2 separate regions of the Gossypium hirsutum genome follow, and region 2 is linked to region 1. Evidence: chromatin contacts called from public Hi-C data. All regions are on one chromosome and are shown on one strand. Each heading gives the region's core, a stretch centred on a gene start, on an enhancer-like site or on the middle of the called end of the contact. The rest is flanking DNA. Distances are from core to core; before and after follow the strand shown.

Region 1 (3,021 bases), core at 224-2,723:
CTCTAAATCAAATCAAATTTAAATATATTATGTTTTTTTTTCAAAATATACTCTATACAAATTTCAACACTTAATTTATTACCTTTGTGTTTTGTCAAAATGGAGTCCATTTTTATATAATTTTTTAATACAGTGTATTTTGGAAAAAAGTTATATCAAATTTAATTTAAACCTATTCTATCATTATTTAAAAAGTATTTTGTATTAAAATTTTATATACTTCATAATTAAATTTACATAAAACTATTTGTGATATTAATTAATTTGATTTAAAAAGTAAAAAAAAACTTATTCAAATTTGATTTAGTATCAACCGAATGAATATTTTAAGTTTGGAGAGATCTTATTACCTATTCATAGAGTAAATAATTTTTTTTTATTTTGGAAATTATTATACTTTTCATATTTAAAAAAATTATTTTTAAATGAATTTTTAAAAATTATTTTTATTTTATTAATTTAAAGAGTTTAAAATTTTTCACATATTTTAAAAAATTTTATATCATTTATTGAAAATACGAAAAAAAATTAAATTTTAAAACAATCTTTTTAACTTTCATAAGAGTAAAAATCAAATTAACGAAAAAACTGTAAATTATGAGGACTAAAAAATTATTTTATCTTTTATATAATAATCACGTCAATAATTTTAACGAAAAAATTGAGAGAGTATAATAATTTTGAATAGAAAAATTAAAATATAAAAAAAAATTAAACCAAAATAAAATCCATACATCATTATTAATTGTATTGAAGTAAATGGCTTGTCTGTTTGTTGGAAAGGGTAAATGGCTTGCTTTTACCTATTATGGAGTTGATTATCATTCAATGTGTAATTGTGGGCAACCATAAACTTCAAAACCCAGACAACTAATGTGCACATTAATTATACATAATAGATACGCGTGGCCATCAATTGTAACGAACATATTCTCCTCTCAAACATCATCACATTTGCTGCTATTCTTTTTGTACGTTCTGTCATAAAAGTACAATTCGACAAAGCACACCTACCAGGTTCTAAAAGGGTAATTTCGTACTTTAAAAACTTTAGATTTGAAATATGCAATCTTACCATTTGGATTACTTCAATTTAGCGTGTTTAATTACTTCAAACTCTAATCTCATCATTACAACAATTAATTTTACCGAAACCAATCTCATTGGCCTAAAACCAAAAAAAGCTAGTCCCTTTCCTTTGATTTATAAAAAATGAAAAATTAGTCCAATCTTGGGTAAATCAATGAATTTGATTAGTTGATTTTTGTTAATTTATTACATACAACTCAACAATTTAATAACAAATAACTTTAATAGTGTTACTTGGAATAACTTCTTAGTAGCACTTGACCAAAACTCTTAAAAACTAAAGCATAGGGACTTATATATCAAATCTCACAAAGTAAAGGGCTAAATTCAGAATTAGACCATTAAAATATATAAGAAAAATATTTCAAAACCCAAAATTAAATAGCTTCAGTTTTCGAATTTTGACTTATGTCTTCCCTATCCGGCAATCCCTATCCCTTTCCTGTCCTTCCATTCTAAGTAATACATTCTATACAAGTCGTCGGCCGCCGCAAACTAGCTGAAACGAAGATGGAGCTTGGCTTGGAAACTATGGCGGCGGCAATCGGCGTATCGGTGCCGGTACTTTGGTTCCTTTTATGTTTCGTGGCGACCATTCCGGTGAGTTTTCTGTGGCGATTTGTTCCGGGTACACTACCTAAACACGTTTACTCAGCTTTTTCAGGTCTCGTGCTTTCTTATTTGTCGTTTGGGATCTCTTCCAATCTGCTTTTCTTGGTGCCCATGCTCTTGGGTTATGCTGCAATGCTTCTTTATCGGCCCAAGTGCGGGATTATCACATTTTTCTTGAGTTTCGGTTATTTGATTGGCTGGTAAGTCATTTTTTCATTGATTTTTCTTTCAAATTTCCCTGGAACAGTTCCTCCCTTAGATTTGATATATTCGTCCGGTTTTGTTTCAAAGTTCTGGTTTGGTAGGTAGTTTTTTTGTTGATGCGTTTTATTGAGCTGAATTGTGAGAAAATTTCAAATTTCTGTGACACTGAACGCTTAAATTATGATGCATGATAGTTTCATACGATAGGAAGATTGTTCAGTTTTATCTTATTAGTTAATGATCACAATATATTTGCAATTTGGAAATCTTGCAGCCAGAACCTTATATTTTGGCCTTGCTTTATGTCATTGAGGATTACATGTTTGTCCTTTTGATTACTTTAATAAAATGTGTATATTTCCTTCCTTTACCATCTAAGATTATTGATGTTTTGACCCTTGATGAAAATTTGTTAGAAGAGTATCTTAACAACACCTTAATGATTATATATGTACACGCATATTATATATCTATATGTTTTTCTTTTCTGAATTTTCTTTGAAGGTTTGGTTTCTTAGTATTTCCTCATCTTTTCTATTTTCTAGTGGGAGAGGTGGAGAATAAGTTGATATTTGATTATCTATTGTAGTTTTTTTGTGTGTGTGTCTGAGCTTCATTCATGATAATTCAGTTTTTTTGTGTGGAGAATAACTATTCATATATGTTTCTAGCCATGTATATTACATGAGTGGGGATGCATGGAAGGAAGGAGGCATTGATGCCACTGGTAAGTGACGCAGGAGCTTTTATTTTTATCATAATATTTTATTATTTTAGTTCTACCTTATAATATTTATTTTAAGTATTAGATATATTATAGACGGCTAGGGTTATTAGTTATCTTTAGGATTTAATAGTAATAAAACTTTGTTTGCAAGAAAGCCTAATAACTTTACATGCAAGAAAGAAAGTTTATATAAGTTGTAGCGATAATTATTATTCTTATTATTTGTTTTCTATAACCCTAAGGTTTCTAGAGTTCCATCTTCTTTCCCATTATTTTGTTTATCCCTAATTCTTTCTATTATTGTTGTTTTCTCCCCTAAACCACACCAATTTTGGTATCAGAGCCTAATTAGATCCTAGGGATTATAATTAGTGTTTGCTATTAAGCCA
Region 2 (2,877 bases), core at 331-2,830, 290 kb after region 1:
CCTAAGCCTTGGAAGATTGAAATCGGGAATAGGTCCTGTAAGGGAGTTATTCTGAAGGTTTAAACCAGTCAGGTTTGTTAGATTCTGAATTGCGGTTGGAATGCTGCCTGTCAAGGAGTTGAAGGAGAGATCAAGGAAATCCAGACTGAGAGGGAGAGAGGAAGGGATGTCACCTGAAAAGTTGTTATGCTGAAGGTATACATAACGAAGAGAGGGAAGGGAGAGTACATCAGATGGAAGGTTCCCGCTGAGACGGTTCGACCGAAGGCTGAGGATCATGAGAGCATCAAGCTTTCCGAGTGTGTTGGCTGGAATTTGACCGTGCAGTCCAACACCAGGAAGGTGCAAGGCTATTACACGGGAGCCGTCCTTGGTGCAATTGATGCCAACCCATGAAGTGCATACCGGGGTAGCAGGACTCCAATTAAGTTTACGGCCATGAGGAACTGTGGCAGAAAATTGCAGGAGGGCTTGCTCATCTAAGTCTAAGTCAGCAACTGTTCCTGAACCGCAACAAAGAAACAGACAAGCAAATGCAGCAAAGTAGGATGCCAGCTTCATTTCAGCAGTCTTCATTCCCCTGCCATTTATCAACAGGTTTAGTTAGAAAATCTTTAAAAGGATGGTATTTTAAAAACTTTCTTCTCAATCATATAAAAGCAGTCAACATTTGTCCAGCATACAATGAGTATGGAAACTATGAGAACAAGTTAATAACTATAATGATAATAATCTCTATAAAAATAAAGACATGAAAAATCATAAAGGAGATAAAAGCATGGTTTAGTCAAAGTTCCTTTTTCAGCTCAAACAGAGCACAAGCAATGACAAGATATTTACTTTGGATTAATTAGAGGTTATATATCAAGTCAAGCTTTCTGGTTTGTGAAACAGACACAATACGAATAAAATATTTAAATATTAGATATAATATGGAATAATATGATAAATTTATGAATTTTCCCAAAAATCAGAAGCTGAAGAACATAATGTTGGTACAATATTTAAGACAAGCTAAATAAAGAAACATATTCAAAAGGAAAAAAAATAAGAGATGAGTTGAACTTACAATATGCAATGGCTTTTTTTTCCTTCCCGGAAGCAATTGTAGAATTCATTAGAGACATACATTCTTGAAAATTATAGCTCCCAAGGAACGAACATTGCAGTTAAAACAACCAAGTTCCGAAATGCAGAGGAGCTTTCTTCCTTCCACTTGAACTAAAATATATAAAGGAAAGAAGAAATTATATGTGAAACAAACCTTTAGCAAAAATGGGGTTACAAAGCGCCAAGAGGCTAAGCAGCTAAATTGGACAATCTGGGTTTTGGAATTTGCATTCCTTCCACGAAAAAAAGAGGGAGTTAAGAGGCAGTGCGCAGGTGTTATTGGAGGATAGCGTAGGGCTTAAGCTCGAAAATGCAGTGCAGATCTGGAAGAAAGTCGGAGCCGACGGAATCTGAAAATTGTTTGACCAAAATTAAGAATTGCTTCCTAAAAATAAAGACGTTGCATTGAGTACTGAAAAGAGTAGGTGGACTCCTAGTCAAACTTTTCTTCTACACTCTCTAACTAATCCTTCCCCATTAACCAACTTTTCTCCGTTAATAAATTCTTTATATTTATTAATAAATAAATTATAAATTAAGGTTTTGGATTCAACTACTTCTTTTATTTTTGTTATAAATTTACTTAATGATATGAGAAATAAATGTGAATGTATTTATTTTCAAAAGATTTTAATTTAAATTAATTATAATAAAAAATTTAAAATTTTAAACAGTATTTATAGTGTTGTTCAGTATTATATAAAAATTTCTTAATTTAAATTTAAAATGTTTTTTATTTTTTATTTTTAAATAGTATTTTATTTTAAGTTAATATACATACATGTTTAATCTTATTTAAACCGTATTTATAGGATTTTAATATGTACTTCATTAATTTCATTATTTTTTAACATTAAATTGAAAAGGAATGTAGCATTTAAAGAAATAATTATTTGTAGTAATTATATACATTATCTATATATATAATTTATAATATATATACATAAAAGAAAAATTTTGAAAAGAAAAACTTTTGAACCGACAATAATATCTTTTATCGAATCAATATGTTAATGACATAACGGCTGAGTGATTATTTTAAATATATTTTTTTAATGGTAATGATTAAATTGACAAAAAAATTGAGTAATCAAAATCAAAAAACCCTAATTTAAAGTGATTAATGAGGTAGTTTACCTTTCCTTCTTTTACCGTATGAACCTTACTATAGCGTGTATGTATAAGATATTAAGTTAATATTTTAAGTTGAAATCTTAGCATTTGTATATTTATATTTTATAGATTTTATATAAAGGTATGGAAAACAAAAATACCCATAATAATATTTATTGTTATTTATTTATTTAGTAATTATATTGATTGAGTATTTTTCAAGTTAACACGTGACACTAACTCAATCTAACATTTAAATAATATAATAATAATTACATTTTGTCTCAATCACGATATGGGTAAAAGAAATGTTTTATCTTTAAAATTTATTTAACAATGAATATAGGTGGATTGGTAATGACTTTATATCTTAATACAATTGAACACGTGTTAAATTTTTGGATTTTTAATTTTTAATCCTTTTATTTAAAGATGATATAAAAGTATAAAAAAATAAAAGTGTCAACATAATAATATTAATTATAATTTAAAAGAAAAGTATTTTTTTAAAATTTCATAACTGAGTTGGAAACTTAGTTAAAAGTGACATTAACTAAGTAAATTGCTTAAATATAAGTACTAGATTAGATATAGGTATTGACCATCGTCCCAACGTGCGAACGTCGGGACTTAAACTACTGCAACAAAAAGATA

What was found. A called contact is a pair of places that touch in the nucleus more often than the background predicts.
Region 2: a Hi-C map of leaf shows a contact between it and region 1, with 1.7 times the contacts expected there. The contact joins the promoter of LOC107887318 here to the promoter of LOC107887135 in region 1. A contact is called at or near these places in 3 of 34 Hi-C or Micro-C datasets (all in leaf).

The regions. Positions count from the first base shown.
Region 1 is chrA03:37,919,730-37,922,750 of Gossypium_hirsutum_v2.1, forward strand. LOC107887135 (lysophospholipid acyltransferase 1) reads left to right here and starts at 1,474. Exons shown (of 8, transcript XM_016811290.2): 1 at 1,474-1,901; 2 at 2,577-2,632. The coding sequence starts at 1,600.
Region 2 is chrA03:38,207,466-38,210,342 of Gossypium_hirsutum_v2.1, forward strand. LOC107887318 (probable inactive receptor kinase At5g58300) reads right to left here and starts at 1,581. Exons shown (of 3, transcript XM_016811511.2): 1 at 1,070-1,581; 2 at 1-580. The coding sequence starts at 1,131.